Linked DNA regions of Zea mays: all the other regions are linked to region 1. The links are chromatin contacts, called in public Hi-C maps. All regions are on one chromosome and are shown on one strand. The core of a region is the stretch at or near the end of the contact, and the rest is flanking DNA. Distances in the headings are between cores, read along the strand shown.

Region 1 (2,736 bases), core at 73-2,572:
ATGGCAATCAACATGGATCTGCCGCTGGCACCACAGGCAACGCCATATAGGAGAGACTCCAAGGAAAGGCACACCGCACGGCTCATCACAGTAGTAACAGGAGGAGGATATCTCCGGGTTGTCATCCAGCTCCACCCACCTCTCAGACCAGTGATGCAGCAAGGGCGAAGCGCCAGCCTGTGCAACGCACTTGCAATCCTTCTCTGCACGGGGAGAGCAGTTTGAGTGTGCAGCCACGCCGCAAACAGAGCAGCGGTGAACCATGTCGACGCCCTGCGTGGAGCCAAGGGACGACAGGCAAACGCAGCATGTCGATGGCTGGCCACCGTGGAAGTAGTCCTCAGACCACGAGTGGCAGGAGCTAGGGCACCGCAATCTCCTCCATGCGGCACGCTTCTCCCTGGTCGCCTTGGTCCAGTACAACGCCGCCTCACGCTGCAGCCTGAGGAGAGCGTAGATGAGTGCGGCAAGACCAATGGAGCCCGCGGTGACGAGCCAGCCCACGAAGTGGAGACCGGATGGGTCAAGCAGACGTGCCATGCTCAGGAGCAAGGATCCCACCAGGTCCATGGCAGTTCGCCAGGCTTGTCACGATGAGAAGCAGAGCCTGCAGCAACAGCAAGAACAACGACCCGTGAGTCGCCAGTTTGTCAGGCTATCGCAAGAATATCGCACCGCTGGCAAACAGAAGTACCATCCTAGACTAGAGCTGCAGTGCATGCTGCGGTAGCGGCACCCTACGCAACCACGGGGATCGACTATTTCTCCTGATCTGGAGACGAAAGAAAGGCATGTTTAAATGGAAAGCAAGCCCTTCCGATTCATCACATTCCCCCAGGGCTCACGCCTCAAACCAGGAACAAATCCAGCCTCCGAAGACGAACCTCCCAGACGGAAATCAATTCTTTCCTCCGATTGCAGCGTAGGAATCCAGCATCGGATTGCACGGAATCATCATCGGTCGACCAACAGAATAGGAACACGGCAACACAAACCGAACCGAATCCTAACAGAAACAGCGAGCCAACGCGGTCGCTAAGCAGCTCGGCGGCAGGGCCTGGATCCGCGCACGCACGGGATCCCGCATTCCCCGCCCGTTCCCCAAGGATTCATTTCAACACAACCCCCAGCCGATTCCCACCCAGGTAGGCCGGTACACGCAACAGATTCGGTAGGATCGCGAGAGCTCACCTCGGCCGCGGGACGGGTGTGGGGCGAGCAAACCCTTGCTCCGCTTCGCTTGGCTTGCCGTGCCGTTGGCGTTGGGTTCGGTCGGCGCTGGCGCTGGCGCTGCAGAAGAGGAAGGAAAAGAGGAGGAGAATTCGAAGATCGTCGTGGGTGGGGGCCGATCGGCGTCGTGGCGTGCGTTTAAAAAGGAAAGCTAGATGGGAGGATCCGGCCTCAGGGGCAGAGGGTACCAAACGCTGAAAAAAAACTCGGTCTCGCTTAGACTTGGCTTAGAGAGATTTAAAAATCTGAACCAGCTCGAACCAAACCAACTTTTATGTTTCATTCAAACAGCAAGTCTAGCCGAGTTGGTTAGACTCCGTTCCAGTCTATTAGTGATACACTATCACGTTATCATGTTATTATTATACTACTCTTGTCCTCGGCATCTTTTGTCGCTCCAAATCTACCACCAACTTTAGCAGAGGGATCTTCCACGATATTCATAGAAGAATGAACTCTAAAGATATCCAACGCTCCATAAGGTCCTCCTCCACTGGCTTTAGCTGCGCCTGCACCCATCTCGGTGACTTCTTGTGGTATGTATGGATACAGCTAGTCATACAACACATGCACTTCTTCGTGCAGAATGTTATTGTACACTTACAGATTTTTCAGAGCCAGACTCAGCTCTTCCACATGGGCTCGAGCGATTGTCTCACAATCCCATGCTACGAATCGTGAGTTCAGAGCCCAATCTATAGCCTCATCACACTCGACCAACTCCCGTTGTAGGTGTTCCACTTCTCCTGACAGCTCAGCGATGTGGTGGCTACCACATGCTCGCTCCCTGCCTCCATGTCACAGTTCTGCAGTTATACACTCGACTCTAGCCTCCAAGTCTCCTATGGGATCGTTACTCCCACTGCTGCTCCCTTCATGGCGAGGAGCCAACTGATGACGAGGCACACCCTGAGGTCCAGTTTCTTTCCGGAGTGTGGTCTTTGTGCGTGCCATTTCACTACAACTAGGGTCAAAGATACTTAGTATGATTTAAACATGATGCATGCATGATCCTACGATCATGGGAATCAACTGCTTGTTGAGCCCATACTTCTTTAATATAGCCTATTAGTATGCACTCTTCCATCCAACTTCCTAGAAGGTAAGTTGCTACAAGAATGGATCAAGGTAAGAATGAAAAAATATTTTGAGGTAAGTAGTTTAAAACCATTTGAAATAATAAGTAATGTCCTAAGAAATGGGCACCGCTTCGATACCAGCTGTGATGGAATCTCCAAAGATATTAGGCCCATCTACACCTGTCCTCGTCCCAAGGACTTTAGACAGCCATGCAGATGCACCCAACAGCTTGACAGGGCATGGTTCTTGTATCTTCCTCAACATCACCCGAGAGCGCATATTTCATTTCACATACATTACACTTCATCAGAGTAAAAGCGGAAAGAGTTACAATAACTTAATTTACATTGATATGTTAAAGTAACAATAGAGAGAGAGAGTGCTTATTAAAATATAAGGGTCTGAGTGCTTCTACTTATTACATCA
Region 2 (2,736 bases), core at 79-2,578, 460 kb after region 1:
ATTCACCTCTACCGAGGAGACGAGGCAGGGTAACACTACGAGGCCTTTACAAAGTTCCACTAGCTTCAGAAAACCCGCTACAGTTTCTAGGAAGAGCAATGCAGGAATCCCCCGTCTGACCGCCATCGCAGCTAAATCAACCCGGGAACCTCCCTACACGCCTACTCCCCTACTGCCCTTGCCCCTTTCGGGTAAGGTATTCCTCCACTAGCTTTCTTAATTAGTCAGCCAAGGGCGTCCCATTCCACCCTTGTGGTGGCACGTGTTTCTCAAGTTAAGCTCGATGTTCCAATTAACATAATGGTCTTATCATGGACAGAAATAGAACAATAATAATAAAGAATGACCATATGTAATAGATATCTCAACACCTAAAACCATATATAGCAATAGCAAAGACTACCCAAAAGTTCAAGGGTAAACAAGATGTAAAGATAACCAAACTAGGGTGACCTATTGGGTCCCATCAAAATTAAGCCTACGCATGCCAAAATGATTATAGAGAACATTATAGGGTAAATAAAAGTGATCAAGGGCACAACTTGCTTGAGACTCAAGATTCCAGGTACCATGATGCTCTTCAGATTCTCGTGACCTCACTGCTATACGTAGCAATACAAACAAACATGGTATAGGCAAAATTAACATCACACCAAACATAAGCACAAAATGCATAATAATAATCTACGCGTCGCTACGAGATTGTGGGTTCGAGAACGGTTAAACCGGAGTTATGATTAAAAGGATATAATATTCTCGAGATCTAGGTAGTTAAACAGTAAATACTTTATTCTTTATTGTTTAATATAAGTTCGAAATGACAAATAAATCAATAATTTATCTTTAATCTATTTTATAATTCGACTAGAGGTTATATTTTAGTCCCACTATTATTATGGATATATTAACTTTGTTTATTAGATTTAATCCCTTGAGCATAGGTTGAATGAATATTTATTTTTGAACCCCTGTTATTTGATAAAGTAAGGTTACCGAAACGTAGGCAATATTATTGCAAAGCTAACGCAATTTGAATGGACCAAATCGGGGTTAAAATGAAGGAGATATGGATTTATTAAATTCTAGGTTTTAATTCTATCATTATTAAGGATTTCAGGACCTGGGCGCAATTATGAAGATGATCAGGGGCTTTTATGAAAAATGCAAGGACTGATCTGAAGGATTCCTAACACTAGCGTGGATGGCAGGTTAGTTACCAGAAAGTACAATGTCCCTTTTGTGAAACTACCCGGCTGATGAGGTACCGTCTATTCCTGGTCGTGCGATCGGATATGAACGACATAGATTAAATCGAGCACCTACTCGAACCGGTACCCAAAGGCGATCGTCAGATTGGTGATCAACGGTGGGGATTTTTAAATACTGACGCATGACATATGACCGACCGATCCAAAATCAATGGTGCATAAGTCATCGGACGACTGGGTACCCAACCTCTAATCTCGACCGCCCGATTGCGTTTGGACGCATCGGATCGCCCAGCACGAACCATTATTCGTAATCTAATCCAAACCGTTGCTTGTTAGATCGTCGGTCCATGGTGATCTCCCCCCTAGAATACGCCGGCGACGATGGTGCTCTACTCACCGCGGCAGCGCCATTGCCGCTCCACACCAGAACTCACCCCCGAGCGCGATGCTAGCCCCTGTAAGGTGCAAAACCAAATTGAAGGCAATACGAAACTGAGAGGGGTGCTCTTACCGCGAATTATACGACCAGGCACCTAGGACACGGCGCAAGGCAGAAGCGCGATGGTAGGGGACGTTCGACGAGGAGTCCCGCCGCCACTACCCAACCCTTAGCTTGACGACACGCCAGACAGGTTTGTAAGACCCTGTTGATCGCGTTCATGTCCACTACAAGGTCAATACTCCACTTCTCCTTGAGTTCACTCGCGGTGGATCTATGGTGGCGGGGGCCCGTTTGTCTCTGCTTTCAGCAACGAAGTGGCTCTCGGCACAACGATCTGAGAGGATGAGGAAGGGGGGTCTCAGCCGGGTTTTAATAGGGCAGAGGAGCACTTAGGTTGTTGCGAGGCATGCGCCCCCAGTGGAATCCGTGCGGCAGGTCCAGTGCCGGAGGTTGAAGGGAGGTATTGACATGACGGGCCCACATGGTAGTGAGACGGAGCAAGCACGCGCGCGAGCAAGGAGGCTGGCGATGCGGGCCCACTTGGCCGGTGACTCAGAGCGCACGCAACGTGGGAGAGCCAGGCGGGCCAGGCAAGAGTGATAGGATAGTATTGGGCCGCTAGGGAGGGTAGTCGGCCCATGATGGCTTTAGTGTTTTCTTTTTTTCTGATTTTACTTTTCCTATTTCAATTTCAAACCAAACTCATGTTTTGAACTTCGAATTTCCCAGGTGCCAAGATTAAAACTAAGGCGAATATAACCTCTACTATTTTCAATATTATTATTTATTATTTTCCTTGTTATTTATTTAGGGGAGGAATAAATGGTTTCATTAAAATTCTCTTTCTCATTTTCTATCTTATGTTTTATTTAAAATTGGAGATCAAGTTTATGTTTTCCATAAAATATATCACCAAAAATTATCATCAAGAGATCAACCTTTCTTTATCTATTTATTGGTCATTTAACTAATTTAGTATTATCAATTGATTATGAAGAGAAAATGCCCTACTAAATTCCAAAGGTTTCAAAAATTCTAGAACCATTATCATTGGTATTCTTAATTCTTTATTCCATTATTTTA
Region 3 (2,736 bases), core at 77-2,576, 350 kb after region 1:
GTGATTCTATTAAGAACTTGGGTGTTTGGGCAATTGAAAATATCTACAACATGTGTTGGTATATTGATTGGGCTCCCACACCTTCAAATGGCTGGTTGGGTGAAGTATATATAGACCCCAACTCAAATATAGCCATTGGAGAAAAGTTGTTGCTCTCTGCGGCACACCGGATAGTCCGATGCCCTGTCTGGTGCACCAATAGCCGTTGGATCTAGCAGGTGACCATTGGCGCTGTCAGCCTTGCACCGGACAGTCCGGTGTCACACTGGACAGTTCGGTGGCTCTCCTCCATATTGTCACCAGGAACTAGTCATTAGGCTACTGTTCCCTGATGCACTGGACAGTCCGGCAGTGTGGCACCGGACAGTCTGGGGTGCCACCGGACAGTCCGGTGCTCTGGGCTGGACGGTCCGCCAGTGGCAACACTTTCTTCTTGTCTTGGACTTTGCTTGATACTCGTTGATCTTCACATATGGTCTTCTTAATGTCTTCCTTTGAGGTTTTGCTTCCTCAATGCCTTAGTCCAAGTCGTTTTAGCATCATACTACAAACACAAACACTATCAATCACATTAGTTCACGGGCTATGTTGATAATCAAACATCAAAATCAATTAGTCAAATGGGTGAGGTCCATTTTTCTTACATATCCGACGGCTGTCACTAGGGCCGTAGGACTTAACTGTTACTTTCGACGGCTACTAGGTACCGTCGGATATAACATAACTGTCGACGGTTTCTTACAAAGTCGTCGTACATTTCCTGTTTTATTGTTTTGGGGAGGGGCTGGTCAGTTGCAGTGACGATATAGATTTGACGTTGACAAAGATACACGTAGAAAGTAGAATAATTATATTCCACGGTGGCCGTTCCCTGCTTTGTGCACGTTGCTATTTTTTTTTGAAAATATTGTGCTGTTTGGTTCACATATTGGTAACGTAATGGGTAACCGATAACGTTAAATCATATTTGTTTAAGTTAACCGTAATCGATAGTACACTATAAAATGGATACCGCCTTATTTAAATTTGTTATCACCGGTATTCAAGTATGAATCATTATCATTATCATTTACGTTATATTTCGTGAACCCAAAGACACCTACGTGGTTGTGTTATCTTAATTGTCACGTACTCCCAACCACCATGTTCAGTACGAATGTCATGTGGAGAAAGAAGCGTCTAGCTACCTACCTACCCGCACCGAATTGAACACAGTAATACATTCCAATAATCGCGTCACTGTACGTGAAGCAGCGTGTATCACGTTGGATCTAACACTATAAATACCACCAGGCTTCAAGCATCCCTCCTCACTCCAAACTCCAAAGCCAACAAACAGAGCTCCAACTCAGAAAGCATCCGTCCCTTGGCAGCAGCAACAAGCTACTAGCTATGTGTGTTTAGAGCGAGCGAGGGAAAAAAAAGAAAACATCTAAGATATACTCCATCATCTTCGTTTGATTAACCCGCCCAGTAAAGCCATGGGTACTAATGATAGAGCGGTCATTTCTCTGGTACTCCTCGTGTGCATCGCTAGCCGCTCGTCCTTGGGTGCCGCTGAAACTGACGTTGAGCAGAAGCGCTTGTCAGTCCCGTTGATGTTTGTGTTCGGTGATTCGCTGGTCGATGTCGGAAACAATAACTTCCTGCCGCCGCCTGCACCCCGTGCTGCATCTCCGTACGGCATCGACTTCCATGCTGGCACCGCCGGCGCCGTCTCAGGACGGTTCACGAATGGCTACAACCTTGCCGATTTAGTCGGTATACACATATATATATTTACTACATGCATTTATATATCTATATGCATGCGCATGTTTTCTTTTTTTGTCATGGATATGGATATTCTTTACAAATGCTAATGAAACTGCACTCTGGCTGTTCAAATCCTAAACCATATATTGCTTTTTATGTTTAGTGTGTCACTGTAAGATTATATGTAGCAACGACATCACTTTTTTTCATGCATCACATGTATATATGGCTTCCATACGTGTATATATCTTGATTGTTATTTTCGTATGTAGGGATGTTTATGTAATACTATAGTACATTGGACTTCACAGATCCAAGACACTACAAAGTAAAAGAATCAAATTTATATTTTCTAATTAATAGGGACACATACACATGTAGGGCCGGAGTCGTATTTGTAAATAAATGGTCAGATAGTCTCTAGATAAAAACAACTACCACTACCGGAATTCAGCTCTTTGCCGAATATCAAATGATTTGTCGAGTGTTTTTTCCGGCGAAGAGTTTCTTTGCCGAGTGTGTTTTTGACTTGGGGCAAAGAGTTTATTTGCTGAGTGTTTTTTTGACACTCGGCAAATAGTTTTTTGGCAAGTGTTTTATTTTGGACATTAGGTAAAGTGTTTTTTTGCCGAGTGTTTTTTAACACTAGTTAAAGACAATTTAAAAATCACATTTTAAAGCAGTAAATTAATTCAAATAAAAAAGTTTTCAACTACAAATTTGTATAACTCATCAAGATGTACACTTTATATTTTGATCATTTCTTCATATGACAAAATAAAAGAAAATTTGTTTCATTAAACCTATATCTCTCGTAGTTTATGAAACTACAAAAGACATGTACAAGATTTGTGAATAATGTTAGAACCATCATGTGATACGAACAAATGACCAAACAACCAAAATAAACTTTGTAGATCTTGAGAAGTTATAGAATTTTGTAGTTGGCAACGTTTTCATTTGAAGTCATCTTGTCAACGA

Evidence for each region. A called contact is a pair of places that touch in the nucleus more often than the background predicts.
Region 2: a contact with region 1 is called in a Hi-C map of leaf, with 4 times the contacts expected there. The contact joins the enhancer-like site here to the promoter of LOC100383024 in region 1. A contact is called at or near these places in 2 of 25 Hi-C or Micro-C datasets (leaf and tassel).
Region 3: a contact with region 1 is called in a Hi-C map of tassel, with 2.4 times the contacts expected there. The contact joins the promoter of LOC100191178 here to the promoter of LOC100383024 in region 1. A contact is called at or near these places in 2 of 25 Hi-C or Micro-C datasets (ear and tassel).

The regions. Positions count from the first base shown.
Region 1 is chr10:33,584,025-33,586,760 of Zm-B73-REFERENCE-NAM-5.0, forward strand. LOC100383024 (Diacylglycerol kinase 2) reads right to left here and starts at 1,323. Exons shown (of 8, transcript NM_001175703.1): 1 at 1,192-1,323; 2 at 1-607. The coding sequence starts at 570.
Region 2 is chr10:34,040,958-34,043,693 of Zm-B73-REFERENCE-NAM-5.0, forward strand. No RefSeq gene overlaps it. Among protein-coding and RNA genes, the nearest start is that of LOC103641005, 53 kb to the left of the region's middle. Within about 2 kb of position 1,329, at least 18 of the 20 cell types and tissues checked have an H3K27ac peak or open chromatin away from gene starts, as enhancers often do. A contact at or near this core is called in leaf and tassel, where this site is marked.
Region 3 is chr10:33,935,866-33,938,601 of Zm-B73-REFERENCE-NAM-5.0, forward strand. It overlaps LOC100191178, which reads left to right and starts at 1,327. Exons shown (of 5, transcript NM_001136613.1): 1 at 1,327-1,761. The coding sequence starts at 1,482.